Linked DNA regions of Mus musculus: all the other regions are linked to region 7. Evidence: chromatin contacts called from public HiChIP or PLAC-seq and promoter capture Hi-C data. All regions are on one chromosome and are shown on one strand. The core of a region is the stretch at or near the end of the contact, and the rest is flanking DNA. Distances in the headings are between cores, read along the strand shown. Region 1 holds the start of Fam171a2 (family with sequence similarity 171, member A2). Region 2 holds the start of Nmt1 (N-myristoyltransferase 1). Region 3 holds the start of Fmnl1 (formin-like 1). Region 4 overlaps Map3k14 (mitogen-activated protein kinase kinase kinase 14). Region 5 holds the start of Bloodlinc (Bloodlinc, erythroid developmental long intergenic non-protein coding transcript). Region 6 holds the start of Hexim2 (hexamethylene bis-acetamide inducible 2). Region 7 holds the start of Adam11 (a disintegrin and metallopeptidase domain 11).

The links. Promoter capture Hi-C pulls out the DNA fragments that hold promoters and counts their contacts. HiChIP or PLAC-seq counts read pairs in DNA pulled down with a chosen protein or histone mark.
Region 1: a contact with region 7 is called in an H3K4me3 HiChIP or PLAC-seq map of embryonic limb bud, with 2.8 times the contacts expected there. The contact joins the promoter of Fam171a2 here to the promoter of Adam11 in region 7. A contact is called at or near these places in 1 of 39 promoter capture datasets (hippocampal neurons), 2 of 115 datasets of contacts at active chromatin or transcription factors (embryonic limb bud and pancreatic cancer cells) and 1 of 9 other capture datasets (liver).
Region 2: a promoter capture Hi-C map of stem cell-derived epiblast-like cells shows a contact between it and region 7, with 5 times the contacts expected there. The contact joins the promoter of Nmt1 here to the promoter of Adam11 in region 7. A contact is called at or near these places in 14 of 39 promoter capture datasets (the 3T3-L1 cell line, 3T3-L1-derived adipocytes, the HPC-7 cell line and 9 more), 1 of 484 Hi-C or Micro-C datasets (the N1E-115 cell line), 11 of 115 datasets of contacts at active chromatin or transcription factors (the SCID.adh cell line, embryonic basal ganglia, embryonic stem cells and 4 more) and 3 of 9 other capture datasets (embryonic stem cells, liver and pancreatic islet).
Region 3: a contact with region 7 is called in a promoter capture Hi-C map of stem cell-derived epiblast-like cells, with 3 times the contacts expected there. The contact joins the promoter of Fmnl1 here to the promoter of Adam11 in region 7. A contact is called at or near these places in 3 of 39 promoter capture datasets (embryonic stem cells, hippocampal neurons and stem cell-derived epiblast-like cells), 1 of 15 datasets of contacts at CTCF or cohesin (embryonic stem cells), 7 of 484 Hi-C or Micro-C datasets (the G1E-ER4 cell line, the HL-1 cell line, the N1E-115 cell line and 2 more), 5 of 115 datasets of contacts at active chromatin or transcription factors (embryonic stem cells, large pre-B cells and pancreatic cancer cells) and 1 of 9 other capture datasets (embryonic stem cells).
Region 4: an H3K4me3 HiChIP or PLAC-seq map of embryonic stem cells shows a contact between it and region 7, with 3 times the contacts expected there. The contact joins the enhancer-like site here to the promoter of Adam11 in region 7. A contact is called at or near these places in 3 of 39 promoter capture datasets (cranial neural crest, embryonic stem cells and stem cell-derived epiblast-like cells), 1 of 484 Hi-C or Micro-C datasets (embryonic stem cells) and 2 of 115 datasets of contacts at active chromatin or transcription factors (embryonic stem cells and stem cell-derived neural progenitor cells).
Region 5: an HNF4G HiChIP or PLAC-seq map of pancreatic cancer cells shows a contact between it and region 7. The contact joins the promoter of Bloodlinc here to the promoter of Adam11 in region 7. A contact is called at or near these places in 1 of 115 datasets of contacts at active chromatin or transcription factors (pancreatic cancer cells) and 1 of 9 other capture datasets (liver).
Region 6: a contact with region 7 is called in an H3K27ac HiChIP or PLAC-seq map of epiblast stem cells, with 2.8 times the contacts expected there. The contact joins the promoter of Hexim2 here to the promoter of Adam11 in region 7. A contact is called at or near these places in 1 of 39 promoter capture datasets (stem cell-derived epiblast-like cells), 1 of 484 Hi-C or Micro-C datasets (embryonic stem cells) and 2 of 115 datasets of contacts at active chromatin or transcription factors (embryonic stem cells and epiblast stem cells).

Annotation. Positions count from the first base shown.
Region 1 is chr11:102,446,343-102,449,785 of GRCm38.p6, forward strand. Fam171a2 (family with sequence similarity 171, member A2) reads right to left here and starts at 1,321. Exons shown (of 8, transcript NM_199200.2): 1 at 1,056-1,321. The coding sequence starts at 1,173.
Region 2 is chr11:103,026,663-103,029,807 of GRCm38.p6, forward strand. Nmt1 (N-myristoyltransferase 1) reads left to right here and starts at 1,881. Exons shown (of 12, transcript NM_008707.4): 1 at 1,881-2,040. The coding sequence starts at 1,910. It also overlaps a transcript of Dcakd not described here.
Region 3 is chr11:103,169,152-103,172,396 of GRCm38.p6, forward strand. Fmnl1 (formin-like 1) reads left to right here and starts at 1,987. Exons shown (of 26, transcript NM_001077698.1): 1 at 1,987-2,290. The coding sequence starts at 2,162. It overlaps Gm51919 (a long non-coding RNA gene), which reads right to left and starts at 1,425. Exons shown (of 3, transcript XR_003949776.1): 1 at 1,003-1,425.
Region 4 is chr11:103,229,459-103,232,845 of GRCm38.p6, forward strand. It overlaps Map3k14 (mitogen-activated protein kinase kinase kinase 14), which reads right to left. Exons shown (of 16, transcript NM_016896.3): 7 at 1,899-2,028; 8 at 1,574-1,705; 9 at 874-978. The region is part of intron 2 of Gm34823 (a long non-coding RNA gene); the gene reads left to right. Among named protein-coding and RNA genes, the nearest start is that of Gm34823, 13 kb to the left of the region's middle. Within about 2 kb of position 1,498, at least 10 of the 459 cell types and tissues checked have an H3K27ac peak or open chromatin away from gene starts, as enhancers often do. A contact at or near this core is called in embryonic stem cells, where this site is marked.
Region 5 is chr11:102,375,640-102,378,693 of GRCm38.p6, forward strand. Bloodlinc (Bloodlinc, erythroid developmental long intergenic non-protein coding transcript) reads right to left here and starts at 1,381. Exons shown (of 3, transcript NR_131196.1): 1 at 1,164-1,381; 2 at 664-782; 3 at 1-251. Gm34253 (predicted gene, 34253) reads left to right here. Exons shown (of 3, transcript NR_166821.1): 2 at 2,132-2,303; 3 at 3,037-3,054.
Region 6 is chr11:103,131,984-103,135,340 of GRCm38.p6, forward strand. It overlaps Hexim2 (hexamethylene bis-acetamide inducible 2), which reads left to right and starts at 1,376. Exons shown (of 3, transcript NM_027658.2): 1 at 1,376-1,474; 2 at 2,052-2,158. The coding sequence starts at 2,096.
Region 7 is chr11:102,759,604-102,763,091 of GRCm38.p6, forward strand. Adam11 (a disintegrin and metallopeptidase domain 11) reads left to right here and starts at 1,832. Exons shown (of 27, transcript NM_009613.3): 1 at 1,832-2,081; 2 at 2,545-2,729. The coding sequence starts at 2,018.

The DNA.
Region 1 (3,443 bases), core at 71-2,570, 310 kb before region 7:
GTTTCAGGATGGAACCGCAGGCAGGGAAGGAAGAGCAATTGTGGGGTGGTGGCGCAGGAACCAGAAAGGTGGGAGAGGGAAGCAGGGATGAGGAGAAGAGAGGCCCAGAGCACCCACGAGTGAGCTGTGGAGTCAGGGTGTCCAGCTCCCAATGCAGGGGCCAGCTCTACCTTCACCTCACACACCCATGTGGGCCAGGTTAGGCGTTAGGAGGGTCAGGGTCTCCTTTGGGGGCGGGGGAATGAGTGAAATGAAGAAGGGAAGCTGGTAGAAGAGAGTAGTAGCAAGAGACAGGCTGGACAAGGACCCAGACACCTGCCCTCTCAGCTGGTACTGCCCACAGCTAGCCAGCCAGCTCAGCATGGCTCCGTGACCACAGCCCTGCCATGCGCCTTGAGCCGGGAATCACAATAACGCCTGTACTCGCCCCCCCCCTTCCAAATGCATCCCCTCCCTCTAGCATGAGCTGATCAGTGTTTATTCGGTGAGCCCCAAATTCTAAACCTGGGGGGGGATTGGCTAGAAGCTGTCAGGCTCCTGGGTGAAAACCCCATTCGAGCAGTCAATCCCGCCTACAGCCTCACCCACTCCCCCTCTCCCCTCCCCCCTCGCAGCCCAGCTCTAAGCTCCCAGCCCCAGTCCGGCCAGGGTGGCAGCCGATGTCTGCGCCCCCACCCAGCCTGGGTCGCAGCTAGGGACCCGCGGGGGGCTGCGGAGCCGGCGCCCGCCCCAGCCCGCCCCTGGGCGGGTGTCTTCCGCAGACAATAGCTCTGGCTGCAGTGCCTCGCGGACCAGGAGGGAGAAAAACAAGTCGGAGGAGGCGGCAGCGCCGAGCCTGGAGACCCTCGCCCTCTCCATTGTGTCTCCCCAAGACCCCCGCAGCAAACAGTCCCCCAATCTCTCCCCCAGAAGCACCGATCTCAGGTCGCCTTCCCCCCGCCATCCTGGGAGCAGAATGCATCCCAAGTCACTAGCACCGTGAAGAGGGGGCCAGCGGTGGCAGCCGATCACAGGGTACAGGCCCACGATCGCCGCCCCTCGAGGCCGATACTCACCCTGCGGGCTGGGGGGCTCCGGCGGAGACTTGCCGGGAGCCCGGGAGGCGCCGCCGAGCAGCAGCCCCAGCAGCGGCAGCAGCCGCGCGAGGACGCCGGGGCCACTCGGCGGCGGCATCGCGGGGCTCGGCCGGGCCCTAGCGGTCCATCGTTGCCGCCCGGCCCTGATCGGCCGGCCCCGCTCAGCCCCAGTTCTGCACCGCTCTGTGCAGCTCCGGGTTGGGCTCCCGCTCCGGCTGCGGCGCCCGCTCGGCGCGATTGTCTCTGCCCGGAGCGGCCGCCAGCGCCCCCTGCAGTCGACACCCGGCACGGCGGGCCAGCGGGCACCGCCCCCTCGAGGCCCGGCTCTGCCTGCAGCCCACCCGGCAGCCCCCACCCGGTAACCCAAGATTCCAGACAGCAATGGAGTGCAGCGATTAGGGGGCAATTACCCGGGTTGGGGTTGGAGAGCTCTTGAGATGTGGTGTAAAATTGAGGGGTAGGAGAATGGCTATTGCCTACTCCTAAGGGCTGTAGTTGGAAAGAGTGAGAATTTTCTTCTCCCACACCGAGAGCTCCGTAGTGTTGAGGAGGCTGCGGTCTCCATCCAACATTGGGAAGCTGACCTGTGGTCATGTCAGCCTCCTCCCCCGCCCCCCATGACTTCCATTCAGAAACAGGCAAGACAAGTTCCTTACAGCCTTCTTAGCCTCTCTTGCTTTAAAGAGGATGGTCTGAAGTTCAGAATGACCTCGAACTCATGGCCCTTTTCCTGCCTCCGCTTCCAGAGTGTTGGGATTTCAAATGCAAGCCGCTATATTCAGCCTCACTTATCCTTTAAAGTGACAATCATAATAATCTCTACCTAGTAACGTGGTTGAGATACCAAGGTGTGTGTGAGGGGTGGTTCGGGGTGATGGTGGAGGAATGCCAGGCACCTTTTATCCCAACAGGAAGAGCTCTGTGAGTTCAAGGCCACTTTGCTCTACATAGCCAGTTCCTGGTCCTCTGACACAAGTCTGACAGGTGCACCGGTGCAGTAAGTGGTGCTATTGTTGGCCGGGGAGGGGCTTGCCTCCCTTGGAGTAATAAGACCTCCTTCTGGAGGAGACATCTGGCTAGAGAGGTTTTGTAGAAGTGGAAGCAGACGCCTCCCCCCACAAAAGAATCCCATTGGTTCCGGCATCCTGATTGACAAACTGGATCTTCCTTCGCTGAACCCCATGTTTGAAGACAAGCTCCCAAACAACCTTTCTCTCCTTATCGTTTCTGGCTGTCACTATCCCTTAGCTTCTGTTTTGCGTCGTTCTCTCTGCCCAGTCACCTCTTCAGCACAGCCTGCTACCCAGGAGACCTATGACAAGGATGGCTTCCCCTAGGGGACGCAGCAGGCTTCCCTCTGACTAAGTCTCTCTACTTAAGGGGGCAAAGTCACCAGGTCTTTCCCTTCATCCCTTCCTTTCCTCTTTCCCTCTTTTCCTTCTTTCTTTCTCCTCCCCTCATTTCCATCTGTTTCCTCTTCCTCCTCCTTCTTCTCACCGCCCCCGCCCCCCACCTCAGACCCTGGAGTAGCCAGCCAAGGGTAGAGGGGATTGCACGCAGCATCTCTTCCTTTTTAATAGAGATTTCCGTGTAACCATATTTCCCAGTTCTGTGCTTATGTAACTTTTTTTTTTTTTTTTTTTTTTTTTTTGGAACCTAAGTGCAGGCTTTAGCGCTCTTCCTTGGTGAATTTCATCGTGTTGGTCTCAAGCCGACTTCACAATCTGTCAGAGCTCCCTGGAATCTGCCTTGCTTGCCCACTGTATTATCCCTGTGCCTGCCACAGCCAGGAGTTATCTGTGGGGCAGAGAGGCTACTGCTGCCTTCGTTCAAGGATCTCCTGATGTCTCTAGGCAGCCCAGAGTTGACATGGAGCTGAGACACCCCAGAGAGACCCCCCCACCGCACCCCAGTTTTATCAGGATCATTCAGATCTAAAATCCCAGCCACTACAATCCCGCTCACATTTCTCTCGTCCGTGAGGCCCAAGGCTAAAATGCTTTGCTGGGATCAAGATAGGTGGTCTGGGCCATTCAGTTGCAATGACTGACTGACTCCAGAGGAAATTTGGCTGGTATTCAAGGATCACGGCTTAATCTTTACTTAGATATTCAGTCACCCAGCTAGAAACCTGTTCTGGAACTTGCCATGCATGGATGTCAAATCATTGTTATCAGGATTTACCATTTTACCCCTCTGGGTACAATCAAGTATGGGCTCTGGTGAGGTGAATATATGCACCTCTTCTGTCCCTGGACACGTAGCATTGAATTCAGTGTTCAAGGCGTGTCTGCTCAGCCACCACCCCTGCCTCCCTAACAAACAAGTACCCCAGGGCCCTCCCCACCCGGCTCCAGCCTCAGCAAC
Region 2 (3,145 bases), core at 631-3,130, 270 kb after region 7:
CCTCCAGATGGTGAGACGGCTCAGTGGGTCAAAGTGCAAGCATGTACACATGTACACACATGCACACAGGAATACATGTAATATGCTGGAGGTAGTAGTGCATAGTGAACTCAGGGCCTTATGCATGCTAGGCATGTCCTCTACCAGGAAGCCCTAATGCGAATATGGTCAGCTGAGCCCAAGTGGGCAGCTTTGACTGCTTTCTGAAATCAAACAGAAATGACCAAGGAGTGTTTGCATCTTTGGAGTCTTACTTCTCTGGGCCTGCCGCTCAAGTAAGATGAGTTGGCTATATTTAGCTCTGCAGTTTCTTTTTTGTTGTTGTTGCTCTTGTTGTTTTCTGTGAGTCAGAAAAGGAATTGCTTCTTCCCTTGTTCAGTTTTACCAAGGCAAAGGTCATTTCCCTTTTCGGCCTTGCAGCTCTCTGATGGTAAGACCCAGTCTTTCACCACCCAGCATACTCAGCACAAATAGGAAGGCTCTAAGCCCTTGTCTTTGGGCAATCTTCTCAGGATTATGATTAGACTAGCTAGTTACAGGACAAAGCCCAGAGGGACAGAAGCATTTAGGCAATTCTAAGATAGATGCTGCATTTACCTGGCTATAACTGATTCGTCCTTGGAAGTTGCCTGGATCCAACAGTGTGACTGGTGTGACGGTGAAGCCTTACAGAGGGCACAGAGTAGGTAGATACAGATTTATAGACAGATTTTGCCGCCTACAAACAATGTACCAACTTTTCTGGAACAGTCTTTTCATCTGTGAAAAAGGAATAATAATGGCATAACACATTCTAAGCTTGTTAAAATTATAGGAATTCAGGTACAAAAAGTCTTACGCCAGAGCCTGGCGTGTAAGTGCTCATTAAAGTCTTGTGTTGGGAGTAGGGGAGCTCGTGAGGCCTCAACCCCAGACTAAGAACTACAGGCAATTAAGGAAGGCTAAAAATGGGGGAGGAAATAGTTCTTCCCAGGCACACCAGCCCTGAAATCATTTGCATACAACATTATGCTTACTGAACGGGCTATATTTATATATTTAGGAAAACACACACACACCCATATGTAACAACAACTAAAGAAAAAGAGGCCATGAATTTGAGAGCAAGGTGGGGTGTATATGGGAGGGGTTAGAGGAAGGAAAGGGGAAGTGGGGAAATGGTGTAATTATCATAATCTTAAAAAAAAAGACTTGTTATGGAAGGCTCTAGAGGAGAATCAAAGGGAAATGTGAAGAAGAGCGCAGTGCAAAATTAGAAGCCAAGAAATGGTAAGCCTCCCCTGCAAGCAATCAAGTCTTTGGCTCGGGGGCAGTGTTCCACACACCTCAATGCACTGCCTCTCGGTTTTAGATTTCCAAAGACCCAGGTCTCCCTAAAGGCTGGAGTAGGGAAGGCAGCCGAGAGCAAACCTATAGGAAAGTCCTCTGTAAGGGCATTTGAGCTCCTGGAGAATCGCAGCCATGAACCTCAGTGTCTTTCACTTACCCAGGAATGGTAACGGTCCTTAACGTTAGCCGATAACGGCTCATCTGTGGCCTGTTGATTACCAAGGGCGGCCTGAAAACCTTGGACTTTGCAAGCCCTTTACTTGCGAAACTCTAATTCAACATGGAACTGCAACTCCCAGCGTGCCCCGCGACCACCCTATAAGGCGTACAGCGCCCTTCGTCTCAGAGGGCGGCCGAACCTAGGGGCTTCCGGAATTGCTGCCCGCTCCTCCCAAGGCAGCGTCCCTTCATGATTTCTGGGTTTTGTAGTCCACATCGGTACAGTTTTTTGAAAACAAGCCACCCTTAGTGGCAGATTTCTTCACACAAACTACAAAACCCAGAATACAGCGCGTACTTCCTCTGTCCAATAGGAGCCCTCCATGTAGCGGGGCGCGGAGTCCGGCTCTCGCAACCCAAGATGGCGGATGAGAGTGAGACAGCAGTGAAGCTGCCGGCACCTTCGTTGCCACTGATGATGGAAGGGAATGGAAACGGCCATGAGCACTGCAGCGATTGCGAGAACGAGGAGGACAACAGCCACAACAGGAGGTAACGAGATCATCGTAGCCCAATTCCTGTCCGGTCTCCCACAAGCTGGGTATCTGGGGTGCGGGGAAGTCACCGGGAGCTTAGTCTAACCCCACCCCCATGTTCTTATTGGCTAAGCCATTGAGATCCTACCTAGCGATTGGTTTTTGTCTTTGTCACTTACCAGGATGGGTGCTCAGATATTAAGGGTCGGAGACATGCAATACTTTTATTATATAAAAGTTCTGTTTAGTGTACCACTCCCTTGCTTTAGGCACGATGGGGGAAAAGAACATTTTGAACGGTAGATTTCAGTAGTACAATGCAGAGCAATCTAGAAGCTGCGGTTCAGAAGGAACGTTACTTATAAAGGTGTATGAGAAACGTGACTAGCCATAAACTAATAATAAAACATTTCGTTGTAGTTCACGCTCAATGAGGAAATTCACTAGGCTATACAAGCCATGCATATAATTATGTTGTAAAATATAACTGCCAGACAAGTCCGAAATATAAACTCACTATGATCCTATGTTATTAGTGATGTGATGTTTTGATTTATTCAGTGTCTGTTGCCTCAAATAATCGGTGAAGAGTCAATTTCATTGTACCTTCACTTTGTTAATTTAGTGAAGGGCCTCAAAGCTTCAATAAACTGATGTTGCTTCTTGGAGAACATGTGGTATTTGTGGGGTACTACTGCACGTCTTGTACTTTAGGGTCTCCCTGGGGTTTTTTGTTCGTTATGTTTTGCCTTTTTAGACAGGTTCTACTGTGTAGCTATGGCTGGCCTGGGGCATACAATGTAGAACAGATTGACTCCAAACTTGGGGTGATGTTCTTGTCTCTCGGGTATGGGGATTAGTACTGTTACAGGTCACTGTGTAGGTCAGGGTCTTACTATAAGTAATTTCAGTCTTTTGTTAGTAGAGAAGAAGAAATGGGCCAGATATTTGAGAATTTGTATTTGTCTTTGTTTTTCCAATCAGTACATCAGTAAGCCAGTCACGAAAAATGATGTATTTAAGTTCATATTATTTTCCTGCTGCTCTAACGCCCCCACCCAATATGTATGTATGTATGTATGTATGTATACATATGTATATTTTTGTGTAGAGACTTGTGG
Region 3 (3,245 bases), core at 737-3,236, 410 kb after region 7:
GCAGGCTGGCAATTACTGCAGTAGAGGCCCAATTTCTGGCTTCTCGGTGTCCCTCAAAGTAGCAGTGATGGGCAGAGGAGGCATGGGCACTGACCCCACAAGTACTTCAATGCAGATACCCTCCCTCCCAGCTTCTGAATCCGTTCCTTGCTAGGCTGTGTCCAAGGTTAGGGACACCTTAAGAGTCCCAGAAGCCCCATCAGTAAGCAGACAGCTGGGCACACAGCTGGGGCTCGAAGGAAACATTTGTTGATGAATTGAAAGAGACAGCTATGGAAGAATCAGGAAGTACAGTCTTTAATAAATAAACAAAAATCTCTCAACTACTAATCTCAGGCAAGGCCCAAGGTCAAGGCTAAGGAAGATGGAGGTAGGCATAGGGCAGGTACCCTTCCTATAGGCTCCAGGAGACCCTGTTTCCACCCACCCTGGAAGTCCTTGCTCAGGACATGAAATGAGACTATCTCTCCCATGGTGACAGGGGCGATGGTGAACTTGGCAGGAGGAAGGCTTTAATCAGGTCAAGCTGGGGAGCGTGCAGGTTTGTGTCTGGTTTTCCTCATAATTAGATAATTAATTTCCCAGTTCCTGCTGAATCCTTTGTCAGTGGCTTTGAGTATGAACTAGAGAGGTGGGAATGACCTAGAGTAGCCATTTAGAGCCCCTGGGCTGGCACAGAGAAAGTTCAAGGCTCCCTCAGTGTAGGGCACCTCACCCCATGGACTGGCAGAACAGGGAGGGGCTGACTCAAGAGCCCCACAGATTAAGTGGGAGAATTAGAGGTGTTAATTCAGGATGGAGTTCGAGCCCCGGTTATGAAGGCCTACCCCTTCTCCACTCTCCTACCCTAAATAAGAAGAGTCCGAGGCTATAGATTTTTGGATATGAACAGAGAGGCTCGTTTCTGCCCTAATTATCTGTGTGGCCTTGGACAAGACCCCTTGCTACAGCTACGGAAAGGCCCCTTGTTACCGTTACAGAAACAAGGACATCCATACCTACCTTTGCTGGTCACTATCACAGAAATCTTTCTGTAACTATCAGATAGCCAAGATTGTCATTCTTCAGCCAGCCTAGGTCCCTCATGGTGACAGTGTCAAGATTTTCCACCCATCTGAGGTGCCTGTTCCTCCCCCAGCCTAGCAGCTGCCTTTAACCCTTCTTAGTGCCCTACTTCTCCTTGGCACCACCACAGTGATCTCCAGGTTCGCCAACCTCATTTTTCCACGAGTGCCCCCAGTCTAAAACTGCTGAAGATGCTGGCACAGTCACATCTGGTCAGGTCTCAATTGACCTATGTCATTGTCCTCCAACCTGTTTGCAGATAATTCCCTCTGGTCCTCAGATCATCTCTGGGCCCAACGGAGGAGAGACACAGAGGTGGGGGGCCTGGAAGGGGGTTCCCATCTTCTTAGTTGGGGACCCCAAAGGGGGACCCCCAGCAGCAATTACGCCCACCAACCGCACCTCAGCGCCACCTTAGGTTTCTAAGGCGCGCGCGGATTGGTTGGACAATCTTCCGCCCGGGGGTCTGCCTCCTCCAGGCTCGGGCCTAGGGACCCCCCTACTGCCGGGCTTAGGGTGGAGAGCTGCGGTTCTAGGACCCGGAGGCGCCGGGCGAGCGCGCCGCTGTGTTCTCGGCCTCGCCTGGGTCGGCTCCGGCTCGGGCAGGTGCATCGGCGGCCGCCCCCTCCGCCGCAGGTGCACTGCTCGGCAGCCCCCAGCCGGCGCGCCATGGCTGCGGAGGACCCCCGGCCGTCGCCCGCGCCCGCCCCCTCCCTGCAGCCCGCCCCCCTGGGGCCGGGTGCGCGGCGGAGAACTGCGGTTTGCGCGCACCGGGAGCGGCAGCAGAAGTTCGAAAATCGCCGAGGGGGGAGCCCGCGCCGCAGCTTCCTGCCCCCGGCCCAGCCCTCTGGCCCCGGCCGCCTGCAACCCTACTTCCTCCCCGAGCCTCGGTCGCCGCCCGCTCCCTCGGACGGGGCCGCCGCGATGGGACGCCGCGCCCCGGCCCCTGCACGCCGCTGAGCCGAGAGCCACCTAGCCAAGCCTCGCCACACAGCGCTGCCCTTCGCTTCCAGGCTCCCGGAGCCTAGTCCGCGACCCCCAGGGAAAACTGGATCTCCGAGGCTGGAGGCGCCTGGCCGGCTGGGTGGGGACCACCATGGGCAACGCGGCTGGCAGCGCCGAACAGCCCGCGGGCCCCACCGCGTCGCCCCCGAAGCAGCCAGCCGTCCCCAAGCAACCAATGCCGGCGGCCGGGGAGCTGGAGGAGAGGTTCACGCGGGTCTTGGTGAGTGTGACCTGATGCGCACCAGGAGCCAGGGATGACAGGGGCTCCGCATGCGTCCCCGCCTCTTGGGACTCAGGTGCGGCTTGGAGATCCCTGGTCCACCTGCTGTCCCTCCAGAGGGGTAGGAGTAACACTGTCATCTTTCAGAGTGACTTGGCACCCCCCCCCCCAAGAAACTTTCTTTAGCCCCCTCCAGGAAGCTTTCTTAAGAGACCCCCCCATCGACCCCCTTCCTATGCTCCTAGTTCTAAAGGTGTCAAAAATGTCTCATAAGGTTGAGTTCCAAACGCGCCCCAGGTGGGAGGGGGCTGGCGCCCACTTTTCCACTGCACGCAGGCCCAGCGGCTGGGTGCAAGTCTGGAGCGCTTTGCCCTTCTGCGTCTCAGGGTCAAAGAGGAAAGGGGTTATAATTTAACCTTCTGGAAGCTGTAGACCTAGTGGAGCCTTCAGTCCTGGGTTGTTCTGGTGTCTGGCGTAGGAGTTGGACTCTTAGACCCTCCACTTGTATTTATCACCCCCACCATGTCCCGGAATGGGTGTTTGCAGTCATTCCCTCATCATGGACCACCCCCAACCACTGAAAGGAGTAAGCTTAGGAAGGGTGGGGCCAGGATAGGCTGGTCATTCTGGCTTGGAGTGGAACAGAAATCTGGAAGGCTCCCCTCCCTCTTGGCTGTCACTTGCTTGGGAAACTGGGGCAGGCAAGGGTGGGTTAGGATGGAGTAGCAGCTGAAGTCTGGGCCTCTGGGAGGGAGCCATCAACTCATCAACTCTGAGCATGGAGTTAAGTGGTTCAAAGTGTTTCTGATAGGGTGGGCTGTGCAGGCATTGGGAGGCAGAAGTAGGGGAGGGGAAAGGCCAGTCTTTTTCACTTCCTCCTCTTCACCCCAGCACTCTTTCCTGCTGTCTTCTGTAGGTGGCTGCCCAGTGGCATCCCTGTTAGGCATCCCTGGCT
Region 4 (3,387 bases), core at 248-2,747, 470 kb after region 7:
AGAGGGGAGTGGAGGGGAGTGGAGGTATAGGTGAGAGCAAGGTAAAAGCACGCGCGCGTGCACGTGCTTGGACATGTCCTAGTCGTTTAATAGACAAAATGAAGAAGGGATCAGAACACCAGCCTTAATACTAACACTGAAGCAGGAGGATTGTGTCTCTGAAGCCAGCCTGTACCACACAGTTAGACCATGTCTCATACAAAAAGAAAAAGAAAAAAAAAAGAATGAACAACAAATGGCTGAGAGTGGTTCACAGGCTAAGAGCACTGGCTGCTCTTCCAGAGGGCCTGAATCCAATTCCCAGCAACCACATGATGGCTCACAACCATTTGTAATGGAATCTGGTGCCCTCTTCTGGCCTTCAGTCATACATGCAGGCAGAATACTATATACATAATAAATAATTTTTGTTTTTTAAATAACAACAAAGTGCATAAAAAAAACAAGGAAGTAAAAAAATAATGAATTTTAGCTGGAGATAGTATACTTTTAAACCCTAGCACTCAGGAGGCAGAGGCCGGCCGATCTACATGAATTTGAGGACAGCCTGGTCTATATATGGAATTCTAGGTCAGCCAGTACTACTACAAGGCCTGGACCTACTGCAGGACCTTTGGCCTTTTGGGCCTTGCTGTGTAAGGTCACATGGTCATGGGGCACCTGGCTGGCACCTGTTGCTGTGTCTGTGCACAGCGAGCACCCTGTAATGACCCTGTAATGACCCTGTAATGGTGGCTGTGAGGATGATTAGTTCTACCTGGGGACGGAGAGTGGCCACAGCATTTACCCCACATGGAAAGCACCGTGGTGGGAGGCTAACGCTGAGTGACAGCTACCGGTACTATGATTGTGAGGTAGAGAATGAGGCGTTACCTGTGAGCAAGGATTTCCCTAGGCCGTCAGGTTGCAGGCACAAGGCGTGGCCAAAGTCGCAGAGGGCCGCTCGGCTTCCATCACTGGACAGGAGCACGTTGTCAGCTGCAGGCAGCCCCGGGGCAAAGAGCAAGAGGGGGAACAGGTCAGCCACACCGGGCTCCAGGCCCCAGCCCACCCTCGCCTGGCTTGACTTGACCTGGCTTCTAGTCAGACAACTTTCTGGCTGGTCCTACACTGCTGTTTCTCATTGGTCTTGTTAGGGAGAGCAGTGTGTGTGCGCGAGCATGTGTGCGAGCGTGTGTGTGTTTGTGTGTGTGTGTGTGTGTGTTTGTGTGTGTGTGTGTGTGTGTGCGCGCGCGCGCACATGCGCGTGTTTTGGTGGTGGCTAGCTGAGGCTGGAGGCAGACAGCAGGCAGCATCTGGAGCAGCATCTCTTAGAACACCACTTTCCCAGAGTGCTCTCTCTGCCGCCCCACCCTCTCCCAGAGGTCGTCAGTTGGCAGGAGTTTAGCCTTCAGTTTTCTGTGAGCACCAGCGCAGGAGACTCACAGTGCTAGACGCAGGGCCTAGAGAGATCACCCCGACCCACGAGGCACGGCCCTGTCAGCTGACTCAGGCGTCTACCGTGAAGACAAGCAGGCAGGCCACAGCTGAGGGGGCGCCTGCTGGGATCAGGACATGGTGACTAGGGCCTTACCTTTGACATCGCCATGCAGAATCCTGCGTGTGTGGAGGTACTCCAGCCCCTCCAGGGCCTGGCCCAGGTAGTAAAGGGCTCGGTCTTCTGGCAGACAGCCCATTTGCTTTATGAGCTGACCCAGCGAGCCACCTAGGGAAAGAACAGTCAGTCTTAGTGGGGCTTTCCCAGGCCTACACGCAGGCCGAGGGCAAGAGCGAAGGGCAGGTGAGGTAAGGGAGCAGGGCTAAGAGGTCCGACGTGGCCTGAGAGGCAAGGGTCTAAGTGGGGGTTACCTCTTGGCCTTGAACCTTGAGAGGGATAAAGACGGGACCTGTCTCCTCACCTTCTAGCAGTTCCATGAAGATGTTCACCCACGGGCCTTCTCTCACAGCTCCATAGAGAGGGACGATTCTGGGCGAGCTCAGACCAGCACAGGCCACTAGTTCCTCTACCCGAAACACCTCGAGTCGTACCTGAAAGACCCAGAGGCCCCTGTGTCAGGGTGAGGGGTGCGGGCTGGGGAACCCTTGGAATTCTATGCATAGAAGCTAACAATGCTCTCAGTGGTGGTGCCCAGGCCCAGTGGGACCAGCCCTTGGGAAATGAGCATAACCCATGTATAGTCCCCTGGTGTCAGGTATCAGGGCCACAGTGCTGACTGCATGAAAAACAGTCACACAGAAACATTTCTTTCTTTCCAGACTCCTGGAATTCTCTCCACCCTCAATCTGCAAACACATTCTGTACCCCAGCTCTCTGGGGGAAAATCTCTAGGCCACGAGGTCTTGTGAACCCTGCCTACCCTGTACCTGCTACAGGCCCCATCATGTATCTTAGGTTGGCTTTGAACTTCCAGTCCGCCTCAGCGTAGCAAGTGCTGGGATAATAAGGATGTGCTGCGATGCCTGACTCTGTGAGGAGTCGCTGCACCAGTGGTTCTCAACCTGTGGGTCCCAACCTGAGGGCTGAGTGACCCTTTTACAGGGGTCAATTTATTATGATTCATAATATCAAATTACAGTTAGGAAACAATGATGAAAATAATTTTATGGTTGGGGGTGGTCACCACATGAGGAACTGTATTAAAGGACCATAGCATTGGAGGTGGGCACGCCTTTAATCCCAGCACTCGGGAGGCAGAGACAGGAGGATTTCTGAGTTCGAGGCCAGCCTGGTCTACAGAGTGAGTTCCAGGACAGCCAGGGCTATACAGAGAAACCCTGTCTCGAAAAACAAAAAAAACAAAAAACAAAAAAAACCCAAACAAACAAACAAAAAAAACCCAACAACAACAACAAAAAAAACCAAACCAAACCAAACCAAAAACCCCCCAAATTAAATTAATTGTGTGTATGTGTGTTTAGAGTGCATGCATGTGTTCTGTGTGTGTGAGGAGGGCAGAAGGTTCCAGATCTCCTAAAACTAGAGTCCAGGAGGTTGTGAGTAGCCATGTGGGAGCCAAACATCTGCTGAGCCATCTCTCCAGTCCCCCTCATAGCAACTGCTTTGATTTTTCATAGTGTGTTACGTGTGTTTGTTGATATTGTACTGAAGCAAGGTCTCTGTTGAAACAGAGCTTGCCTGGGGAACTCATGTCCCTGTCTCCAAGTGGCCACCATGCCTGTCTGGCTTTTCTGTGGGTTCTGGGGATCAGAACCCCAGTCCTCGAGATGTAGTTCATCCGCTGAACTCTCTCCCCAGCCCGTTACTTATTTCCTAAAGGACCAAACTGTCCATGGAGACAGGCCTGCAGTTATATTACTGTTTGCCCTGTAGCTATTTCCCTAGCATCTGGGTACACAGAGGCTCCTGGGGATGGGCTGGCCAATGCT
Region 5 (3,054 bases), core at 131-2,630, 380 kb before region 7:
GGTGGCAGGCACGCCCCGCTGACCCTCAGACCAGTAGCTCTTGCTGCCTTTGCTCAGGGAAGTGGAGGTACGCTCAGGCGGGCGCTCAACAAAATCCTCTCGATCTTGAGCTCCTGAGCCCAGGCAGTGGAGTGTCTCAAACTGGAGCCCTGAGCTGTGCCCATCTCAATCGCAGCTGGTGGGTCGGGTCTGGGGAACCCTCGAAGGTGAAACCTCAACTCCGTTCCTTCAGTCCCTGTGCCTCCGTCTTTCTGTAGGTGAAGGAGAGAGCAAACGGACAGGGCTCAGTGACTCAGCTGTCCCTGGAAAGGCGAAGGGCGAAGGGCGGAGAGAAAAGGAGGCCTCCAGGTCCAAACTCCCCTCCCTTCAGGCGCTCAGCTTGTTTGTTTTTGAACAGACCTTAGGGCAGCCAATCAGAGCTGAGGCCCCGGGCTTGTGCCTTTCCCCGCTGACTGCAACTCCTGGTTCCTGGCCAGTGAAGCTGGGGAAGGTAGGGTTCCTGGGTGGGGAGTAGGATAATGACTACGGGGTGCTCCTCTTTGGGGTCCCAATCCTGTCAGCTACCCAATCTCTTGAGGTGTCTTGTTTTAGAGGCAAAGTGCTGAGTCTGATGACAGCCTGGCAGAAGACAGAGGACGTGGTATCCAGCCTGAGCCTCCTCACCATAGGCTCAGAAAACAGGCTGAAGGCTTGTTTAGCTTCCACTCTTGTGACAGGAATTGGTTCCTTTATCCATCCAGGTGTCAGTCAGCAAGCGTTTGCTTTACTCATGCTGATGAGTGCTAGGAGCCACAGAAAGAGACACAAAAGCACAAAAGCCAAGCTAAGACTGGGTGGGGGAGAGTGGGGTAAACATACAGACGCTCAGAGTCCCTGGGGACCTCCACGACATAAAGTCCTGCAACATTTTGGTGGCAAAACTCCCAAGAGTGAACCGGGATTCCCTCCTGTGATTCAGCAGAGATGTAAACAGCTTACTAAAGGCGCTCAGTCAGCCACTGAGCACAGCTCACCAGCCTGGAGGCTCTCTTTCCCAGTGCAGATGGGAGAGCCCAGAGAACAGCTGTCAAGGACTACCGGGACCTGCTCCGTACAGACCTTCCACCTCCTCTCCCAGCCTAGCCTAGTCTTGGGGGAATGGACCCCCATGTATGCACACTCACCCAGGCTCATCCCTGCTGGAGGCTCCCACTAACTATGGCAGCACCCAGAGATGCTCTCTAACCTAGTCCCAAACGGAGGAAGTGAAAGTGCTGGGAGCAAGTGAATTCTATATCCTTAGAGAAAAAAGAAAGTCAGGATGGAGTCTGGAGAGATAGCTCAGCAGCTAAGAGCACCGGGATCCAGCACCCACATGACAGCTCACACCTATCTACAACTCCAGTTCCAGGGCTTCTGGCACTCTTACACAGACATCCATACAGTTTCCTGGGCAGCCAGGACTACATAGAGATAGACTCTGTCTCAAAAAAAAAAAAAAAGAAAGAAAGAAAGAAAGAAAGAGAAAAGAAAGAAAAGAAAATCTATGGTTTATTAATTTATAAGGTGAATAAAGTGGACAAGAAATCAAGTTCAAGGGAGTCGAATTGAGAACTCTCTCTCCTCTCAAATTTGTAAGAGGAAATATTGACGCGAGTAAATGTTCTCCCCTCCCCCAACCTTGAAAACTCCTTGGTAATTACACCACCTGGCCTCCAGGGGGCTCATGCTGTTTACTGCCCCTAAAGAAGCCCGCGAAGAAGGTCCAGTCTATCCCGTGGAAACAACTTTCTGCTCTGCTCATAGCCTAGCACCCCATAAAGGCACTCGCTGAACTTGCTCGCTTCTAACGAAGCTGCTGACTTCAACCCTTTCTCTCCACACTATGTTTAACCTACTCACCACCAGGTTCTGCACACACCCACGCTGCCCAGCTCCTCATTCGTTGTAGCATTTGACACAGGCGGCGCTCAGCTCTTGGGAATGTCTGCTTTGTGGCCCCCATACCATATTATCATCTCCATCTATTTAGCGTTCTCATTTTCCTCTTATCACCTCCCCACATCACTCCACCAAGTTCATCTTTCCTAATCTATCTTCGCCAGCCATTCTGCTCACTCATAACCTGGCCTTCTTCAATGTCCTTTCTCAGCTGACTGGTCCACGCATGTGGGTCAAACTAGCACCGGCAAGTGTATGTAGGACTCCCGCTTTCCTTAGCCGATTACTGCCAATGCCCATTGACTTCCATGTATGTACCCGGAGGATCTTCTGGCCGCAGTTGGCTGCAGTTGGAGCTTGTCGTTTCCGGTGGCTGTAAGTAGGTCAGTGTTTACCTCCCCGCCCTATAACCAAGAATTTCTCTCTTTATTGTTCCTTCCTTCCTTTAACAGGTTTGTATGATTGGCACAGGCCACCACATGTCGGGAATGCTCAGTTAGTGTTTGTAGAATGTGCTGCAAAGTAATGAAGATACAGAACAGAGGCTCAATTGGTAAAGCGTTTGCCTTGCAAGTACAAGGATCTGAGTTCAAGACCCAGAATCCATGTTTCTCAGAAAAATGGGAATGGTGGTGTATGTTTGTAATCCTAGCATGGGGAGACAGAGAGAGGCAGATTCACGGGGCTTGCTGGTCGTACAGCCTAGCCTTCTTGGCAAGTTCTAGGTCAGTGAAAACCCCTGCTTCCTCTCAGGAAAAAAAAAAAAAAAATGGCTGGAGCCAGGAGTGGTGGCACATGCCTTTAATCCCAGCATTCGGGAGGCAGAGGCAGGTGGATCTCTGAGTTCGAAGCCAGCCTGGTCTACAAAGTGAGCTCCAGGACAGCCAGGGCTACACAGAGAAACCCTGTCTCAAAAAACCAAAAAAAAAAAAAAAAAAAAAAAATGGCTGGAGCATGAAGAATAGCATTCAGAGTTATCATCAGAAAAAGAGGGCAGTTCTCAGTAGCTGTAATGAGGGCAGGCTAAACAATAAAATTGAAGATAAAATTACAAAAAAACAATGTAGTCAGTTGATCTCAATTTAAGATCACAATTGGTGTTATTTTCTATTCCAGCATCTGGTAGCACTTCAT
Region 6 (3,357 bases), core at 126-2,625, 370 kb after region 7:
ATTTTCTTTCCCCCAACCCTTCAAAGGGCATAACCCCATCCCTTTGGCGTGAAATTTTGAAGTGGGGCGACACACTTCAGGAGTTTCCAAAAGCGGATGCTGACGTTCGAGGTCAGGCCATTGGGAGAGTCGGGGCTCGATGGGAGAAATCTTGAGGGCAAGAGAGCTCAGAAATTTCCAAGCGCTAAGCTCGAGCTTTCCACGTGCCCAGATCTAGTTGGTCCCAGGGGGAGTTGGTGGCTGTTATAGAAGTTAGAGGGTTGTTGCTTTTCGCAGCCCTGAGAAGTGGGATGGACACGGTGTATGGGGGTGGGGAGGCGGGTGCAATCCGGCCGGGCAACCTCGGAGCCTCCAGCTCACTAGCACTGCTCAGGGCATGCGGCCAGAGTTGCAACCTCGGCCCGTCCCTGCGAGCCAGGGTCTCCAACTGGCGTCGCGCCCACCTCGTCCTTCAGATGGGGGTCCGGCTACGCCGGGCCTGGCCGCCATACCCGGGATGAATGGGGGTGACGAGAGGCCTTGGGCAGACCTCGGCCTCAGGATCACGTCCCGGTGGAAGCACAGCAGAGGGGAAGCCGTCTTACTGGCCTCTCCTCTGCTGGGATCCCGGGAAATACGCGGTAATTACCCCAAAAGGCCGCTCTCAAAGGCGAGGCGGAGAGGCTGCCGGGACGGTTTGAGGACTGGGCTCGGCCGGGGAGACGCCAACCTTCACCCTTCCCAGCCCCCGACCCAACTCCCCGCCGTCTCCCGGCGCCGCCACTTCAGGCAGCCCACTCGGCCCGGCCTCTCCCCGCGCCCGGACCACCCCCCATGGGGTGCTCTCACTGCGCAGCGAGTCCCTCCGCTGCCTCCTCCCAGCCCAAAATGGCGGCGGCGGCGGCGGCCCCCGAGCTGCTCGTCGCCTTCCTCAAGGCTAGGGAATCCCTCCGCGCGCAAGCCCCGCCCCCGCGACCGGATCTCTATTTCTCCCTGGTAAAGCCTAACGCCATCAATGAACTCTTTAATTGAGCTCTGACAGGGCGGGTCCAGTTGTGCTTCCGCACAGCTAGTTGTTGACAAAAGTCGGGAGACTGGCAGACAAGCGACCCAATCAAAGAAGAGATCGGTGAGCGCGGGACGTTCACGCAAAGGCAAATAGGTTTTTTTTTTTTTTTTTTTTTTTTTTTTTTTTTTTTTTTTTTTTTTTGGCGTTCCTGGGCATGGTTGTTGACGTAATGGGAGCTTGAAAGTATCCTGGGCAGCTTTCCTAGGGTGGAAGAACTACAACCCCCAGCAGCCATTGCGCTGCCAGGCTGTCCTCTTCGCCCCTCCACCTCCCCCCCCCCCCATCTTAGGGCTTTAGCGGCTTGGCCAGAGCTGCTGCTACTGCAGCAAGAGATAGGGCAGAGGCGTTGAGACTCTCATGGACAGGCGGTCGCACAGAAAGACACACAGAGGTAGTGGTGTACACTAAGCCCTTGACAGCAAATAGGTCAGTCCCACCTTCGTTAAATCTCCCTGCCAGGACTTTTCCCTCCTCCAAGAACTCCATTTTTACTCCCATTGAATTTTTTTTCTTCTTCTTTCTGTCAGCTGCATGTAGTTTGAAGACTTCTTCCCTTTAGCTCCCCGTTCCTTGAGACAGGAGAGAAGCCGTCCAGGCCCTGTAGACAAAAAGACTTCAACCATAGGCTCTGACCAGGTCCCAACCTAGAGAGATTGAAGGTGGTCAAGATAGGGGCTTCCAGGAGCTACAGACCCACCCTCTCCACAGCATCCCCCAAGCAGTGTCCTTTCTGGGTGACAGAGCTCAGGCCTACCCTCCTAACTGCCAGCCTGTCTTTACTTATTAGGAGAGCAGAGGCCCAGGGCCTCTGCTCTCCCACTTGGTCCCTTGCTGGCTAGCAATGTGAAGACTAGAGTATGGAAACAGCCTTCCGAGTCTTCACTTGAAAGTGAAGGCCATGCAGGTCTGGGGCCACAAAATGGCTGCTGCTGCTGTGACAAAACAATTCCTGACCAACCAGCTTCTGCCTAAGGACTTAGGTTTCTGTTGTTGTTCAAAGCAGGTGACAGTAGTTAAAGACATCATCTGCTGCAAGAGTAGGAGAAGATGGCCACTGTGAACCATACCAACTGCAACACAGCGTCACCAGCTGCTCTGGAGGAGGCCAAGGTAAGTACCCACCCTCCCAGCCACCTGAAAGCCCTAAACGTGGGGTCAGATAGCTGAAATCCTAGGGCTTTTGTTGTTTTGTCTTGTTGGTTGGTTGGTAGATTTAGAAAACCAGTATTTTATTTTATTTTCGTTTGTTTGAGACCTTGAGGGGGGAGGTGGGGGGGGGTGTCTTTCTGTGTATCCCCAGCTGGCCTCGAACTTGCAACAACGTTCTTCTTCAGCCTTCCAAGGGCTAAAATTACAGCCTGCACCACCACACCCAGCTAGAAAGCCAGTGTTTTAAATGAGTCTGTACTGTGCTCTGGGAAGTAGGCCAGAATGTGATTCAATGATGGCTCATGAATTCCTAAAAGCCCTTCAAGGTAGATGTTATTTCCAGTGGACAGAAGCTGAGGTTGGAGAGCTGCACTACCTTTTCCAGAATCAGGCAGCCTGTGAGGAACAAAATTCCACCTTACATTTAGGGTCTTCTGATAACAGTACCTTGTCTCTCAATGACAAGTGACCTCAAGGACAAATAACTTGGTTAGAGATTTTGCACTTAAAAAAAAATTTATTTTTTCCGGGCTGAGAACCAAGAATGAGTCAAGACAAGAGATTTCGGTGTACAGGTTGACAGGCAGGGCAGGAAAACCTCAGAGGAGAGGGAGAAAGCGCCTAAGTCCTCAGTAAATGGCAACTTAGTATGTGGGCTGACAGCAGGAACCCACAGAGTCCCAGCCCATGCTGGCTCTCGGTGGCCCTTATCCATCACCACACTTCCAAAATAGCAGAGAGCCAAACATCAGAGAGTTGGTTTCTGTTGTTATTGTTGTTGTTGTTGTTGTTGTTGTTGATTTCACAATGCTAGGAATTGAACCCAGGGCCTTGCCAATGCTAGAAAAGTGCTTTATCATGGAGCTACACCCCAGGCCTTTGCTGTTATTGTTGTTTGCTGGGTTTTGTTTTTGTTTTTGTTTTTTTGACAGCGTTTCTCTGTGTAACAGCCCTGGCTGCCGTGAAACTCGATTTGTAGACCAGGCTGGCCTGTAACTCAGAGACATACTTGCCTTTGCTTCCTGAGTGCTGGCATTGTGTGTGTGTGTGTGTGTGTGTGTGTGTGTGACAGTGTTTAACTCAGAGAGGCTTTTAACCCATTTAAGCCTAGTCTGGGTTTCTTATGGCGTTTGTCAAGTAAGGCTACAAGAGAGGGTGAA
Region 7 (3,488 bases), core at 582-3,081:
AGAGACTGCAGCAGCTTAGGTTCTGGACCCTGGAATCAGACTAGATATATGGAGAGACCCAGACTCCAGCCCCAGGGCTGTCCACTGTCAAGAGGCCCCACTTAGCCTGTCTGAAGGCATTACCTGCTCAGGGCTTGCCAATGGGTCATGGCACCTAACACAGAATGGTGGGATGGACAGTCACCCCGAGATCTGGAATACCAAGAGGCTTAGAAGTGTAGGAATCAGATGTAGCAGTCACCTCTGGCCCTACAGAGAAAGCAGCAGAGGTGGGGACAGGTCTGACCGGTGAGCAGTGGGGCCTCTCATTTAGCAGCTTGGGGACATAGAGTTCTGTCAAATGGGGAGCAGCGCAATCTTGCCCTCCTGAGGAACTAAGTCTCAAGGGAATACCACACAGGGGGCCCTCATACCGGAAGCCGCTTCACCCAAGCATCCCTGAGGTTTGCAAGATGCTTCCAGAGTGGAGGAAGAATTTACTTGGTTTTGCTCAACATCTGGGGCTGGCTGGAGTGGCAGGTGGTTGGGGATGGGGGGGAAGTCACCTCATTCCCAACATTGATGTCAGCGCCTCCCGGGAAATCGCCTTCTCACCTCTCCCGGGGCCTAAAATAGAGCTGGGGGATGGGGGTGCTGTCACAAGCTAGAGGCAGCTCCCCAGTCCCCAGCAGAGGCCCTGAGGGAGCAGGGGACCCAGGAAGGGGTTCCCTGCATCCACTCAGTGACCTGTGGTTCCAAAGTATTGGTATAAAAAAACCCACTGTGGTCTGGGAGATCAGGATGGGGCCTAGCTGTTGTCACATGACCATACATACTCAGTCCCCAGAGGAGCGTCACTAACCAGAGACATGGCCCGGTGTCATGGACCGGTGTCATGCCCCACATGTCCAGTCCAGAGACATCTCAGTTAGGTATTGGGGTATTAAGACCTCACTGAGAGGCCAAAATCCCAGGCCCTCTCACTGGGTTTATCATGCCCAAGAAGCCCAGGAACTGGGTTGAAGGGTCAACTGGGACAGCTAAGCTTGTGGTCACGTGTATTTCTGACTATAGACCAATCTGGAGGGCTCTACGGAACTTCTACCCCTTAAGATTGGGACATGGGAGAGAAATGGAGCATGTTGGCCTTATATAAACGACCCAGGTAGTTTGTGTTTGGTTTAGGGAGAAGGACTGAGGTGCCCCACGAGCTCAGGAGCCCTGAAAGGGAGTCAGGAACCTCTTTGTTAAGAGAAAGCAGCCTAGGAAACAGGGTTTAGATTCCCGGTGTAGGACTGCTGCAGTGACCTCTGCCTTGGATGATCTAGGGATCCTGGAGGGAGCACTGAGGAGTGAGTGAGTGTGTGTGTGTGTGTGTGTGTGTGTGTGTGTGTGTGTGTGTGTGTAATGGTGTTCAACAGGACCTCTGCCCTCCCTGACACCGTGCCCTGCGTTCCCAAGTGCCCAACCTTCCACCAGCAGAGGCCTCAGGGCTGGGGGTACTCCATTCAAGAGTAGTAAGTCCTGGAGGTGAGCTTGGGCCATCAGCCACGCCCCACATCCAATTTCCCAGATGGGACATCAGAGTCAGACCTCAGGGACCCTCTTCACCTGCCACCCTCCACCTGCCAATCTAGTGGTTGCAACTCCTTATGCAAAGGGGTGGCTGCGGAGGGGTCGCAGGATGGGTGCACCTGCCAAGGGAGTGCCCTGAAGAGGGGGTCTTCAGCCGGTGCCCCTTTTGTCCTACCGCAGTGGTGGCCTGGGCCCCGGCTAGGGGGTGGGGGGCGGGCCCAAAGCTCACGTGCTTTGCCGCTCGCCTCTTAACCCGGCCCCGCCGCCCCGCCGGGATGGCCGCGGCCAGAGCGCACTGAGCCCGGCGCCGCTCTCTCGCGACCCCCGCCCGGCCCGCGCGCCCGCCCCGCTCGCCGCCGGCGTCGCCCGCCCCCGCCCTCCTCCCTCCCTTTCTCGCTCCCTCCCTCCCTCCCCGCGCCGCTCGCAGCCGCAGCCCCCGGACCCGGAGGATTATGAGCGAACCATGAGGCGGCTGCGGCGCTGGGCGATCGCGGCTCTGCTGCTGTTACCGCTTCTCCCCCCGCCCGGTGAGTGACCCCAGCCGCCTGGCCCCTGCCCCCGCGCCCCTGGCCGGTCCGCGCCCCAGGCGTTTGCAGCGGTTTCTGCTGCAGCCACATTTTCCTGCAGAGCTCCGGGTGACAGCCGGTCCCGAGCTCGGGAGGGTAGGGGAGTGGGAGAGAAGGGAAGGTGCTTCCACCCACCTGTCCGGATCCGGCCAGCCCTACCGCGGCCATCCCCTGCAGCTGGCCGGCGGACTCTGCAGGTCTCTGCGGGCTTGGGGGGGGGGGGCAGTCGTGACTGTTGGGCAGAAGGAAGCTCTCAGCCCCCACCCCGTGGGGTTCTTCCCTCAGCAAGGCAGCCAGATCCTCCCACCCATATGCCCACTGGGCTCCAAGGGCCGCGATCGAGTGGGAGCTGGAGCCTGCCCCCCTCCCAAGTCTCCTGCCCCAGGGAGGGCATCTGCCTGCAGCTATGGCCTTGTCTCCTCAGGTCTTGGGGCCCTGGGTCCCAGAGGAGCTCTGCACTGGAGGAGCTCAGCCCATGTGGGGAGCCCAGAGAGTCCAGAGGGCTCTGAGGTCACAGAGCCCAGCCGGCTGGTAAGGCAGAGCTCCGGGGGAGAGGTCCGAAAGCCACAGTTGGACACCAGGGTCCGCCAGGATCCGCCCAGGGGGACGGTGAGTGAGGCTGGGGGTGAGGCCAGGGGACTGGAGCAGGCCTCACAGCCCACAACAGTCCGCCAAGTAGGCAGGGTTAGGTGCCACCCGCTGAGGTCGCACCTTACCGCAGCTTCCCTTTCTGTGTAATGGGCCATCAGGTGGGGCTGGTGCCCAACAGTAAGAACACCGGGACTCTCCAGCTCCGGGACTATCCAGCTCCGGGCCCCTCCCCTGCCGTGCACACCAGTAGACACTGGCATGCTCCGGTTTCAGTTTGCTTGGGTCATCCTTCAACCACCTCCCACTGCCCACCAGAAACAGTGGTTCTGCCTAAAACAGGTCTTGAGGGACAGGATAGCACCCTGCAGTCAGGGATTCATGCTCTGATGACCCACCAAAGGCACCCCTCAGTGGACTTTTCTTGGAACAGCGTGATGTTTACTCCTGCCTCAGTTTCCCCGCTGTGCACACACAGGCTTATCCTTCTTGCCCTAGCTGAAGTTGGGGCCTTGCAGAATGACCTGAGGCCCAGGATTCATCTTCAAATTGCCAGCTCTACCTGTGCCTGCTCTGTCCCTTCCATACTGCTGGGCCCCTGTCCCCGTCCCCCCCCCCCCCAGAGGAAGGTTAGGAATGAAGGAGATTAAGTGCAATTAATAATTAATTAATATCATGTGAATAATAGCCATCCAGATGGAATCGTCATTGGGCATGCCTTAGCACTCCGGGAGCTTGGAGCCCAAAGTTAGCCAGGCCAACCTGGGCGGCAGAGGGCTG